3 separate regions of the Hordeum vulgare genome follow, and all the other regions are linked to region 2. Evidence: chromatin contacts called from public Hi-C data. All regions are on one chromosome and are shown on one strand. Each heading gives the region's core, a stretch centred on a gene start, on an enhancer-like site or on the middle of the called end of the contact. The rest is flanking DNA. Distances are from core to core; before and after follow the strand shown. Region 1 has its middle 120 kb from the start of LOC123425708. Region 2 holds the start of LOC123425709 (sugar transport protein MST6). Region 3 has its middle 63 kb from the start of LOC123425708.

What was found. A called contact is a pair of places that touch in the nucleus more often than the background predicts.
Region 1: a contact with region 2 is called in a Hi-C map of leaf, with 5 times the contacts expected there. The contact joins the enhancer-like site here to the promoter of LOC123425709 in region 2. A contact is called at or near these places in 1 of 6 Hi-C or Micro-C datasets (leaf) and 1 of 1 datasets of contacts at active chromatin or transcription factors (embryo).
Region 3: a contact with region 2 is called in a Hi-C map of leaf, with 4 times the contacts expected there. The contact joins the enhancer-like site here to the promoter of LOC123425709 in region 2. A contact is called at or near these places in 2 of 6 Hi-C or Micro-C datasets (leaf and seedling).

What each region holds. Positions count from the first base shown.
Region 1 is chr2H:169,786,287-169,790,545 of MorexV3_pseudomolecules_assembly, reverse strand. No RefSeq gene overlaps it. Among protein-coding and RNA genes, the nearest start is that of LOC123425708, 120 kb to the right of the region's middle. Within about 2 kb of position 2,940, at least 3 of the 3 cell types and tissues checked have open chromatin away from gene starts, as enhancers often do. A contact at or near this core is called in leaf, where this site is marked.
Region 2 is chr2H:170,087,585-170,092,221 of MorexV3_pseudomolecules_assembly, reverse strand. LOC123425709 (sugar transport protein MST6) reads right to left here and starts at 1,578. Exons shown (of 3, transcript XM_045109421.1): 1 at 1,226-1,578; 2 at 455-783; 3 at 1-214. The coding sequence starts at 1,358.
Region 3 is chr2H:169,731,030-169,735,887 of MorexV3_pseudomolecules_assembly, reverse strand. It overlaps the pseudogene LOC123426011. Among protein-coding and RNA genes, the nearest start is that of LOC123425708, 63 kb to the right of the region's middle. Within about 2 kb of position 3,012, at least 1 of the 3 cell types and tissues checked has open chromatin away from gene starts, as enhancers often do. A contact at or near this core is called in leaf, where this site is marked.

The DNA.
Region 1 (4,259 bases), core at 1,691-4,190, 300 kb after region 2:
AAAGGCGAGGTGACGATGTGTTGGAAGTGTTTCCAAGGTTGATGTGATCAACATCGCACGCTCCCTCTACCATCGGGATTAGTGTTGAACCTAAATAAATGTTATTTGGTGTTTGCGTTAAGCATGAACATGATTGGATCGTGTTTATTGCAATACGGTTATTCATTTAAGTTAGAGAATAAAATGTTGTTCTGTTTACATGAATAATACCTTCAATGGTCATGCACCAATGTGAATGGTTCATTGAATCTCGATCATATAAATACACATGTTCATGATATTGATGCCAAAAGATGCAAAGTAGTAATGATAGTACCACTTACTTGTGGCACTATGTAATGCCCAAGATGCGGCTCTATCCTTATTTTGGCGTGAGGGCCTCGACAGGGATAGAAACGCATATCGTCTTTTCGCAAGAATGGATATCGTTCCAAGTACATGCACTGAAAAGATGAGTAAATATGGAATTGGCTTACACTAGCCACAAGCTACATCACAGTCACATCAGTATATTTCATACAATCATCATGAAGAAGAGCAGGGTCCGTCTACCCACGAAAACAAACAATAAAAGAATGACGTCCATCCTTGTTATCCTAGGTTGCCGGCCTGGAACCCATCCTAGATCGATGAAGAAGAAGAAGAAACTCCAAATGAACAATCACCGCGCTCGCGTCATAATATCACCTTACATGTACCTGCAACTGGTGTTGTAGTAATCTGTGAGCCACAGAGGACTCAGCAATCTCATTTCCAAAGGTATCAAGACTAGGCAAGCTTAATGGGTGAGGAATGGTTAATTGGTGAGGCTACAACAAGTGGCTAAGAATTTAATTGAGGTGGCTAACTTACGAGTACCAGAATAAAAGGGAGATGATCTACGCATACCGGACGTGAACTACTGGTGATCAAATGAATGATCTAGAACACCTACTTACGTCAGAGATAACCCCACCGTGTCCTCGATCGGAGAAGGAGCTCACGAAAGAGACAGTCATGGTTATGCACGTAGTTGGCAAGTTTTAATTAAGTTAACTTCAAGTTATCTAGAACCGGATGTTAAACGAAGTTTCCATGTTGCCACATAACCGCGGGCACGGTTTTCCGAAAGATTTAACCCTGCAGGGGTGCTCCAACTAGTCCATCATAAATTACCACAAGCCGCATAGAAAGCCTCGATCATGAAACTTGTAACTTCGTCGGATTACTTAGTGGAAAACCTCAACTGTGGCAAATCCCAAAGCATCACCGGAATCACGATGCACAAGATATTTCGTCAAAGGTAAAACTAATCTAGCAAGGCCACCCGACGTGTCGACGATCCCGATAGGAGCCGCGTATCTAGTTCTCAGGACACGATGGATAAGCGACGCGTATGGTGGCCTGATAGAAATCACCCAAGTTGCCCTGGGTTGGCCCCGCATAGTGCTCTAGGTTGGACCAACACACATGAGGAGCACTGGCCCGGGGGTTGATTAATTTTCCTCGGGTTAATTACTCCCTATGTGGTTCATTAGTTATTAGGAAAATGTAGTACCAAAGTTGGGCATTGCTAGACCAGTCTTAATCTAAAACGATTTATCAAGGGGGTCCCCATAACAACCCTAATCGTGTTAGAAGCGCTCAATTATGGAACATAACACCGGTAGCCGAAACTAAGGCGACAAAGGTGGAACAAAACACCAGGCTAGAAAGCCGAGCCTTCCACCTTTAACCAAGTATATAGGTCAATTAAATTAAATAGCAATTAATAAGGTGATAAGACAAGGAACCCATGTTATCACATGGAAACAACTGCACCTACAACTAGCAACGTAACATATGGTTAAACAAGCAGTAACATACCTAATCAGTGGTTTGCTAGGTTGTGAACAGGTTGAAGGTTTCATGGCAATGTTGAGAGGCTTACATTTAACAGGTGGTAGGCAACAAGACATATTGAAAGAAACGACAACTAGCATGGCAATGATAGTAATGGTATCTAGGGAAATGATCATCTTGCCTGAGATCCCGCTTGGAAGAAGAACGAATCCGTGAAGCAGACGAACCGACGTAGTCGAACGGGTCCTCACATTCCGACTTGCTTGCGGAACTCTATCAAGGAGAAACAATCCGGAACAACAAGAATCAACACACGATATACACCACAGCACAAGCACAACATGATGCACTACCTAATATGATGCATGGATGCTCAACCCCTAATTATGCACTTAAACCAACCTACATAGGTAAAAAAGTGCCACCTCATCACAAAGTGACACTTGTGGAGAACTGCTCAAATCTGGAATCCAATGCCACCATTGGATTCCTTGGGTTCTGCTACCCCAAATCCATATATTACACTGCTATATAGGCATGCAAAAAAACGCCACAAACAACAAAAGAAATGCTACACAAGATTTAAACTAACTCTGCCAAGAACAGGAGCTGTCCTTGCCCTGCCATATCTAGTATAAACCATATTAGGCAATTCCCACTTCTGGAATTAATCCACAAAAGGTAATATAACAGCCACAAATAAGAAGAGAAATGCACATAGGTCTAATACATCTATAAGCCAAAACTTTCTAATTTGTCATAGGCCAAATTTGGCTATATCCCTATTTGAACTATATCTAAAATGGAAAACAACTCAAAACACACACACAAAAATAAGGCATGGGACCCACTGGTCATTGCACCAGGGCCCCTAGTGGGTGTTTGCAAGTGGGCCATGCCCCACAACACACACACACACAACCCCACACACACAGCTGCACACACATGGCACATGGGATCCCACACATGGCCACATGGGATCCCCTGCAGTCACACACACACACAGACCACACAAAAGAAAAAGAAATGGCCCTGCACTCACACACACACACACAGACCACACAAAAAAAAAGGTGCAGGTGGGGGGTCGAACCCTGCACCTCACGCACACACTCACGGCACCACACCACTACGCTACAACCTCGAATCTGATCACAGAGGGGGGCTATCCAACTAAGATAGCCCCACTGCTACTCGCAACAGGTAGGAAAAATGAAATAAAAAGGGGGGCACCGGCGGGATTCAAAGCCACGACCACGGGGTCGAGACGCAGCGCTGGAACCACTGGGCTAGTAGGGGGATCTGAACAGAGAGGGGGTCTTGCTTGTTTTGAGCACGCCCCTTTGCGGTGCACTGCAAGTCCGCCGACCGAAACAGAGGCGATCGCCGGCGAGCACACGGGCCACCAACGGCGGGGATGGCCTCCGGTGGGGGTTGCGGGGTCCTAGGGGGTTCCATTCCCGGGGCTAACGCGGCGGAAGGGGAACCTGCTGGTGGCGCTAGAAGCTTGGTGCTTCCGGCCATGGCAGAGCACTCCAGAGGCGATGACTACGCGATGGAGAGGGATAGAGCACGCGGGAGGGGAAGAGGACGAAGCTGCCTCACCCACTGGCACGTAGGGGAGGCGACCGGGCGCGGGAGGGGAAGAACAGGGCGATAAGGCTCCATGGCGGAGCTGTTGCAGCGAGGCTTCCGCGTCGGCGAACGACAACGGGGCCGACGCCACGGAGGGGGCTTAGCCTCTCCTAGCACGGGAACGGGACGAGGATGGTGCCAGCTCCCTCGTGGGCGCCTCGGACGCTGCGGAGAGGCTGACAGCGATGAAGGAGAAGGCGGGGACGACGCGATGCTCCCCTGCTCTCTGAAACCTGAACCCTCTCTGAAACTTACCGTGGGGAGGAAGAGGAAGGAGGGGAGAGGGAGATGGCGGCGGCTGGAGGGGAGCGCGGAACCCTAGGCATGCCAAAGGGGCTTGCGACGGGAGACGGACCTCGACATCCGTCGGGTGTCACGGCGGCACCTCGCTCTCACACATCTCCGCTGCCTGACGAAAAGGGGGGAAGAAGAAAACGGTGTCACAGAAAGGAGAGGGAGGTGGGCTCGCGAGAGATAAAGGAGATGGGCTAGGAAGCCCACTCTGCTCTCTCATCTCTCTCTAAAACAAACACAATCTAACTTTCTAAATAAAACCAAATAAGATTTTGAAATAAAAACCAGGGTGGCAAAATAGAAAAAACAATAAAACTAAAAATGAAACTATTCTTCTAAAATGTTCCTCCTATTTATAAAAACAGATGGGACATTTTAGGGTAAATAAAAATAATTTTTTTTATTTGAAATTGGGTCTTTTTTAAAATAAGAACAAAGGAAAAATAAATTCAAATAGGTGAGTGTTGCCACCCACAAATATTTGAAAGGATTTTCAAAGGAGATGAACA
Region 2 (4,637 bases), core at 329-2,828:
CGGGGAGGAAGAGCGCGCCGATGGCGATGATTCCGGCCGGTACCGCGGCCAGGGCGAGGCTCACGCGCCAGCCCCACCCGCCCTTGATCTTGGACGTCCCGTAGTTGATCAGGTTCGCGCACAGGATGCCGATCGTGACCATCAGCTGGAACCCAATGTTGAGCATCCCCCTCAGCCTCGCCGGCGCCATCTCCGACAGGTACACCGGCACCGACTGTCCAATGCAAGCAGTAAAAAACATCATCAGCCAAACTGTAAATACAAGTAACTTCAAGTTCAAGCAAGGTCTGAAATTTTTGCAGTTTTCCTCAAGCTATAGTACGTAGAAGAGAGTCAATGACAGAAGAAAAATGGAGCGTCAAAGAAACGTCACAAACAAAGTCAAAGAAACAGTGACGACCCAGGTCATCAATTCGTCGTAGTATGTATCTATGAATCAGCAGCAGAAGCATACCTGGTTGGCGAAGCCGACCCCGATGCCGAGCAGGACGCGTCCGAGGATGAGCATGAGGACGTTCTTGGCGGCGCCGTTGAGCGCGGCGCCGACGAGGAAGGTGACCCCGCCGGCGAACATGGACCACTTGCGGCCGGCGACGCGGCTGACGGTGGCGGCGAAGAAGGAAGCGACGAGCGCGGCGAGGTAGAGCGAGGAGGTGAACATGGTGAGCAGCTGGCTGTCGAACTTGCAGTACTGGTTGCTCTGGTTCCGCTCTGCCTCCTGCTCCTTGTGGTACACGCCCGGAAAGAACTTCATCAGGAAGGGGTTCATCGAGGTCACGCCACCTGGTGGTAGCCATTAGAAAGAATTAATTAGTTTCCTTTGTCGATGATTTCGCTTTAAAGTTTCTGCATGCACATCTCCGAGGACGAGGATGATGATGATGCGCGTGAGAGAAATACTAGGAGAATATTAGAGCTTGCCTATCGGAAAGAATGCGAGGTGAGAGATACATGAAAAGATTCATGGCGGCTTGGCAAGAACCCGGTGGGTAGTGGGATAAATAAATGGAATGGAATATCACGGATTTGTTTCCATGTGCATAAACAATGCCGAAAATTATGCATGTTGGTAGGTGGACGGTGGAACACAGCATGCCGGATGCAAACAAAATTTCCATGATGAAATGAAACGATGGATGCAAACAAAATTTAGCACGTCGAGCGCCACTTCTCTGTAATCATGATGAAAATTACTACGAAAATAGAGCGGTGGACATGGACGTACCGGAGATGCCTATGTCATATCCGAAGATGAGGCCGCCGGTGGCGGCGACGATGCAGGCGAAGAGCACGAACATGGTGAGCTTGCCGGGGTAGTCCTTCCCCCCTCCGGTGTTCACAACCGCGCCGCCGGCCATCGTGACCGCCGCCCAACAGCACCGGAGTGGATCGGCACGAAAGCGAAAAACAGAAGACCAAGGCGACACTAACAACAACTCAAGACGGACTCAATGCCTCTAGAGATTCACAGGCTCTTGAAGAAGAGTTGTGTGTGGCGCACAGGTTTAGGCTGCAGAAAGAGAAGCAGGTGGAGGCACGACGAGAGAACGTGGAGGAGGAAGATGAGAGAGGGAGGATGAAATGGAGGCGGAGCGAGCATCAATTTATAGGCTGGAGAAGGGTGTGGCTCCATCGGAGAGGTGGGCAAGTCCGAGGGTTGGACTGCAAAAAGCTCGGCCCAACGTGACGTTAGCTTTTCTTTCCCTTTTTTCAGATTTTGTATAACGAGTAATTGCGGTTGTGGATATACACCTCAATCCAGCTGCCCGATTTCCTGGAAAGAGATACCGCCATGAATGCGCCGCAGCTGTGAACGTTGCTCCGTTTCAGTGTGAGTGAGCTCGTGGATCGCCGTCCGTCTGCGACGCGTGTCTCACCCACACGCGCCAGGATCTAGGGGAACTGATTAACGGCTGTCGGTGTTATCCGTTCCGTTCCGTTGTTGCAGAAAGTAGTAATTGAGCGGGCAGGCGGTGACAATTACTAGCATCGGAGGTTCGCCAGCGATACGCCACGAACTGGGATCGTTATCTGCTGATGACTCGGCCATGAATCAGACGCACCACACCGGTTTCTGATGCTGAATCCGCACCTTCCTGGTCAGGGTTTTTTCGGAGTGTGAACATCCATGTGTATAAATTATGTCAATGCCTCTGGAAGGACGACGTTGCTCAACGTGCACGTTCGTCAGAACTAGCATGACCGCTTTGCTTCAGGTATATGCTTCCATTATACAGGCGTTTAAAGATCGATCACGATGCACGAACTCTGCAAGTCTGTGGGTGCTTTGCGTACGTTGGATCGCGGGGATGATCTGTCCAAGATGTCTGTGGCGCCGTGATTTACTAGTGCGCCGGGGTCAACGGAAGCCCGCGAGCGGAGCGGAGGCGCTGGCGCGCGGCCGGAACACCGCACCGGTCAAATTGATGATGCGCCGTCGCACGCACCGTCTGTATTGGCAGCGCAGCGGGACGTCGACGTCGCCGGGATCGCCGAGCGATCGCGCGCGCGGCGTGCGTAGGAAGGACATGCCACTTTCTGTAGCAGGGATAGGGACAAACACCAGCCAGCTACTTGTAGACGAGATGCGTGAGCTAGCCCGCGATCCATTGTCAAAATTGGCAATAGCCAGCGCTCAAGATAGCAAGTTTACAAATCAATTATCAATGCATGCGCACTCATCGACTACTCCTAGTTTTGCTCAGCGGACCAGCATCAAGGACAACTCCAACGCATAACCCAAACAAATGTCCGTTTCATCCAGATTTACTTAGTTTCCGGATGGTAATGAGATCGTGTTCGACTGAATTTGGGTTTTCACCGACCAGTCGCCCGGCATGGGGCCGCATCTTTTGCCCCATCTTGCCTGTCAAAGACCCAATACAATAATCAAGCATATCAAAAGTAGTTCAAATCAAACATAGCAAATAGTTTAATGTTCGAAATAGTCTTCTATTACAATTTAATAAAAATAAAAATATATCAAATAGTCTTATAAAATCACTTAAAGTTTGTGCACACGAAGAGAGATTAAACCCATAGGTCTATTGATTGCCAATGTGATCTCACATGTGCTCAATTAAGTCATCTTGCAGCTGCGTATGAATGTTTCGATCATGCATGTTACGATAAAATTGGATAAATTGTCCAAAGGTTGCAGGAGGTGGGTGCTCAGGCTCAACATTCTCATCCTGAAAATCAAACTCTTGGTCGTAGATGCTGCCACCACGTCCATCCTCGACGATTATTTTGCGCATGATCACACAAGCAGACATAACCTTTTCAAAGCTTTTGACTGCTCGATGTCGATGCAGGGTTTTGAAAGAAACCCCATCAAGACTGAAGCACCAAATGCACGCTGCACATCTTTTCTAACACTTTTCTGCATTTTGGCAAACCTTTGTCTCTTCTCTTCTTGCGGATTAGGTATGGTCTTTACAAGAGTGGACCAGTGAGGATAGATACCATGAGCTAGATAATATTACTTGTTGTAATGTTGGCCATTGATTTCAAAGTTGTCCTCCAGACAATGGCCTTCTGCAAGCCTTGCAAACATTGGAGAATGCTTAAGAACGCTAATATCATTGCGAGAACCAGCCATGTCGAAGAAAGAATGTCATATGCACAAATTTTGTGAACCCGCAACTTCAAGTATGACAGTGAGACCTTTCACATGTCCCTTGTACTGTCCATGCCAAGCAAATGGATAGTTCTTTCACTTCTAGTCCAAATAATCGATACTTTCGAGCCTGACCGGAAAGCCCCCTCGACATTGATCGTCAACAACCTCTCTGTATCAGCGACGTTTGGTTCTTTCAGGTATTCAGGACCGAACACATCCACCACGGCCTTGCGGAAACCGTACATTCATTGGAGACACGTGGACTCACTCATAGGAACATAATCATCCACAAGGTCATCAAAAATTACATATGCGATCATGCGAATAGTCGCAGTGCATTTCTGATAAGAAAAGAAGCCAAGCTTGCCAAGGGCATCTTCTTTACATTCAAAATACGGGTCATATGCAACTACTCCTTTTCGAAAACGATTGAAGACTTGTCTCCTCATTTGAAACTGACGATGAAATTGATGTGGTTTATAGAGTGTGGTTCTCTCAAAGTAATAGGATAAAGGAGACGACGCCCTTTCTCGCTATTGCGGTTCAAGGCTAGAGCATGGCCGAGGATTGATCTCCTAAACCGAGGCCGCATCCTACTGATGGTGTCAGTGGCGGAGGTATAAGGTGGTCTCCTAAATTTACAAATGAGCCAATGTATCATAGCAAAATAGATAGAATAATCAAATAAAAATAAATATTTATGAGTGTATGCATTGTTGACCCACCCTGACCCCTCCCCAGTGGGTTGGGTCCGCTATCACTATGCCCTCATCGTTTAAGGACGAACCGTCCGATGAACAAATGAAGTTGTGAAAGAAGTACTCATCTGAGCAAGATGAACGACGGGCGTGACGATTTGGACGAATGCATTGAAAACGGATTAAAAACAAACATTTATTTATTTTCTCCCGCACGTCGGATCATGATTTGTGTCCGTTTGTTATAAATAGACGTGAACGGATAGGATCATGCCTTGGAGTTGCCTCGAGACATCGTAGCACTCCATGGCAGTAGG
Region 3 (4,858 bases), core at 1,763-4,262, 360 kb after region 2:
CACGTATGTCAAAATTATTTCACGAAAAAAAAGCATCTAAACCTGCACCCCCAGTCAAAATTAAGCAACTAATGGATTCAGTGCAAGTCGGATTTAAACACATGCAATCCTGGCAAGAATCGCCAAGAAAACATTTCCCCCGAAAACAATTGTTGCAAGAGGGATTGTGTTGCAGGAAAGAAGCATTATCGAGCTAAGAACTGGTCGAAAAAACATCATCCGAACAAAGCCAATACATACAAGAGCACACCTGGAGATCAGACACACACACACATGCACACATCAACATCACATTCATAATTCCAGCAAAAAAAAAATCACATTCATAAGTATAAACAAGTTCAGGAAAACTGAATCTCAATAGTTGTGGAATAGTGTGCATCAACATATAAACAAGTTCTGCACAAGGAATTAAGATTGACGACTGCTAAAGTGCATTGTTCAAGACAAAAATTCATTTTGCTAGCACCAAGACTTGATTGTCCACAGCAATGCGAGAGAGTATCCTTTTCTCTTCTTCTCTTCTCCAGCGTCAAAGGGACGCCAGTTGAGAACTCTCTCTAGTATTCTTCTTCCTACTCATGCATGCCCATTGTTAGAGAACTCCCTCTAGTATTCTTCTTCCTACTCATGCATGCCCATTGTTAGAGTCCAGGCCCATGTGGCAAGTGAATGGCATCACGATCCCTGAATTGCCGCACGCCTGGATCCCTTGTACCATCCTGTCCTTGTCATTCCCACAGACAAACTTGCGACCCTTTGGGTGCAAAATGCCTAGGTGACCAGGACAGAATGCGCAGGTCTTCCAGTACCGTCCAAGAGGCTCTTCTACAACCATGCATCAATCATATCAGGCCAACCAGCTAACAGGAAAGAAAGAATTAAGTTCATATACAAGCATGGATACAGAATTCTCCTTGGACTGGTGGTGACAAGCATGGATGGTGCATGTTTCAACGATGGGAATAGGGTGCCAGCTATTGCTGCTGGGCTTCTCAGCTCCTTGGACTGGTGGTGACAGCAGCGAGAAGACGGAGCTGGTGACGGGTGGCTTCTCAGCTCCTGGGACTGGCGGTGGCAGGTCCAAGCAGACAGAGCTTCTGCTGCTGGGTGGCTTCTCATCTCCTCGGACTGGTGGTGGCAGGTCCGAGCAGACAGTGCTGCTGCTGCTGCTGGGTGGCTTCTCCTGGGACTGGTGGTGGCAGGTCCCAGTAAACAGAGCTGCTGCTAGTGCTGCTGGGTGGCTTCTCAGCTCCTTGAACCGGTGGTGGCTGGTGAGAGCGCTGAACGCTGTCTTGTAATGCACCTCAGCAAAGAAGCGCTTGATCTTTTTGGTCTTGCGGCAGCAAGCCCAGAAGTTGAGGTGATACCACACCTGGCCCCTGGAAAACGCTCCGGCAACCATCAGAGGCTTCACAGCATCAAACTATTTACCCTGCAGGCAGGCAGGCAGGCAGAGATTGGTCATTCCTGTCATGCCATGCAGCTCGAGGCAGCAGGAACCAATTGCGATGAAATTGTCAAGGACTCCAACATGAATTCCAACTTGAATGAAGTGAACTGGACATGCATACCGGGTGTCTGGCATTGTAATTGTGGAGAGCGTAGCGGACATGGTGAATCATCATGAAGTCACGCTCCCTGCATCCAACGCAATTGGAGAAGTTTGAATGTTTGATTGATTAATTATTTGTTCAACTCGTGTATGAAAAAAAAATACAAGGCTCCATCAGTTCACTAACTGCAGTTATACTCATACAAGCTGGCGTTACAACATAGACACAGGCCAACAAAGCAGAGTTAATATGAACAGTTTCCATGCTGAAGAGACAGCAGTTCTTCATTTGAAACCCAAAGCTACTTCATCAAAACGGGATGGCACTTTGTTTGGGTCGCAACTCTCAAAGGAAAACTTTCTTTCGATTCATAAATTAGAATTAGAACTATGCTATGTGCCAACTGGATTATTGTGTGTAATCAAACTTAATTGTAGTCTTTAACACACAATACAGCATAAGATCTTTTAAGTTAATTAGTGCTTTCTTCTAGGTCTAGTAGCAATCTGCGGCTTTGTTGATTCTAGATTTTACAGGGCTGATTCCTAAAGCACCAAAGCAAGCTAGGAACCGCAGTGCAGGAAAGTTTGATGTATTCCCAATTTCTTAACAGCATGCAACAGTTAATCTATACCTATTTCTTGCTAATCATTTTTAATTTGGTGGAGTTGCTACAGAAATATAACACTAGAGCCCGGGGGGATACGCGGCAGCTCGCGCAAATAGTTGTGCAGAGTCGTGGGAGCAGGTCCTCCAACGCCGGTGCCGTCCACGGCTCCCATCCAATCGGCAAATCATGTGCCATTGACGGTGGTCGGTGGTCTGTGGAAGGAAGAGATATGGGAACGGAACTACTTAGCTGAAATTTGGCAGTAAAATCGGCATGGGTAATATCACCTCTAATCTAATCCAAACTAAGATCCAAAACAAACACTAATGAGCAGTAGGAATAAATGAAGGTTACCGCGGCTTAGGAGTGTGGTGGCAGCGGGGCGATCCGGCCAGACAGTGTGCGATCCGGCGTTGAGGCCGGCGAGAATCGCCTGCGTGGGCGGGGCGGCGGCGGCAGGGGAGGGGTCAGGGGCGGCGGAGGTGGGGGCGGGTTGGCTACCAACTCAGCCCTGGAGTAGATAGATTTCGCTTACCATTGCGATGGTCTTATTAACTGCCGATCGCACAGCAATTCATGAACAAAGAGGTCCAAATCCGGCACCTCGTCTTTGTTACAGCAGCCGTCGGACACCAAACAAACACATCTCAAACATTAGGAGACCAACTCGACTTTCACGTCGAAATCATCCGATAAACATCGAGAGTGGTTGTAGATCCACATCAGAATCATCTGATACGTGACTTTCGTCGAGTCCTGTCGATTCACGGGGGATGACCGGTGCATGGATGTGGAGCTCCTTTTCTGGGCCACCCACGAGGCCGAGTCGTCCGATCCGGTGCAAGCGGCACGGTGGGCGTTCTACCTGATGGCAATCCCTCATGTTTCAACATCCGTCCGTCGCGGGTGGACGCCCTTACCAGGATCCTGCCGGAAATGCTACCGTCGGGGGTGCTTCCCCCGCGCCAACTTCTGATCCCGCCCTGTTTCGTCAACGTCGGCGGGCTCTCCTTGGCCTGATGATGGAGGCATGGATCCTATTCGTCTTCTCCCCTCTTTTAAGACTAGATTGCTTGCGTTCCGTGCTAGATGCGGTAGAGATTCTTGGAATTTTGCTATAAAAAAATTGGTGGTGAAAATTTGAGGGGTTCCTCTCAGCAATTTGTTAATCCCGCCGAGGTGAATGCCGTTTCTACGGTTGTGGATCCAATTCATCCTTTTGCTGGGTCGTCAGAAGGCTTGATTGGTGGGGATCATTTGCCGACGGTGGTGGTCGTCGGTGGGGATGTTACATTGGTGAGGGGTGAGATTTCTCCACTTCTTTCCAACTTACAAAGGGGACCCACTTTTCATGCCCGCTCCTTGGTAAGAAAGCGGGTTGTAGGAATGCGCGTTCTCCCGTGGAAGGCCTAGAAGTAGAGGAACACTTCAGCCAGCTCTGGCTCGTTCCCTCTCCCCTCCGTCGTTGTCGTCCACTTCCTCCATCCGAAACTAAGGGTGTTGGGCACTCCTCTGAGATGCTTTTCTGGATCCGTAAGGATCTTGTAAATTCCGCCTCGTTCACTGATGTTGATTGCCACCCTGTTGTTCGCCGCCCCTCTGATCCACCCCCTAAATTTATCAATCTGGTGCGTGAAGGTATAGGCCCTAGTTCTTCCTTGTTTGTGGATATTGTCAAAAAGGGTGCTTAGATGGCGGATTGCCGTGGTGGAAGCTCTGGCCCTGGGGCGACTCGTCCTGCTAAGGCTGTCGCGCAGAAGGTCAACTCTGCTGGTGCGAGCAAGACAGTCTCGGTGGCTGCCAAGGAGTCTGTCCCTGCTCCAAGGCCCGCCAAATCTACTGCTTCCACTGCCACTCCGTCTCAAGTCCAATCCTCACAGGCTCAGGAGGTGGAGTTGGAGCAGCCGCTTGATCCCAGGTACAAGGACATGATATGCTTTAACTCTGGGGTCCTCGTCACTATGTTGGTAATTGTGTCAAGCCGAAATTGTGTTTTCTCTATCAGTAGAATCATAATGTTAACAACTATGTTGCCTTGACCAAGATCCAATCAACTGCTTCCTTTTTGGGTAGTGGAGCAAGAGGGCTTGGTTTTTACCATGTAGATGTGCATGTTGCTAATGAATCTAACTCGCTTAATTTCCATAATTGTGATGTGGTGAATATTACCAAGGGGGATGTGGACAAGGATCTGCTACTAAGTCTTTTGACTGATACTTTGTGTAAGTCAAAGCAATGGCCATGGCAGATCAGGGAGATATCCCACAAAACCTTCCTGGTTAGATTTCCACCTTGAAAGAAAGTTGAGGATCTGATTGAGTTACTAGGTTTCTGCCTCCCTCAAGATGTTGTTGTTAAGATGACTAAATGGAAAGGTGCTTGTGATCCTTCTAGAGAATTAGTGGAAGCTTGGGTCTTGATTGAAGGTATCCCACCTAAATGGTGTACCTCGAAAGTTTTTGCCCAGGTGGCTTCTATGTTTGGGTTCTTAACAGATGTTGATTGGAATGGAGTGTTTAGGACCTTCTTTGAGAATGTGACGGTCAAAATTGCTTGCAGGGACACGACATGAATTCCTTTTGAAAGGTTGATTGAAATGAAGAAAAAGTTGTTCCTGATGGGGTTTACTGTTGAAGGGTTTGAATAGGTGGGTGGTGTGGACTCTGTTATTGATATTGTTTCTGAAGATGAA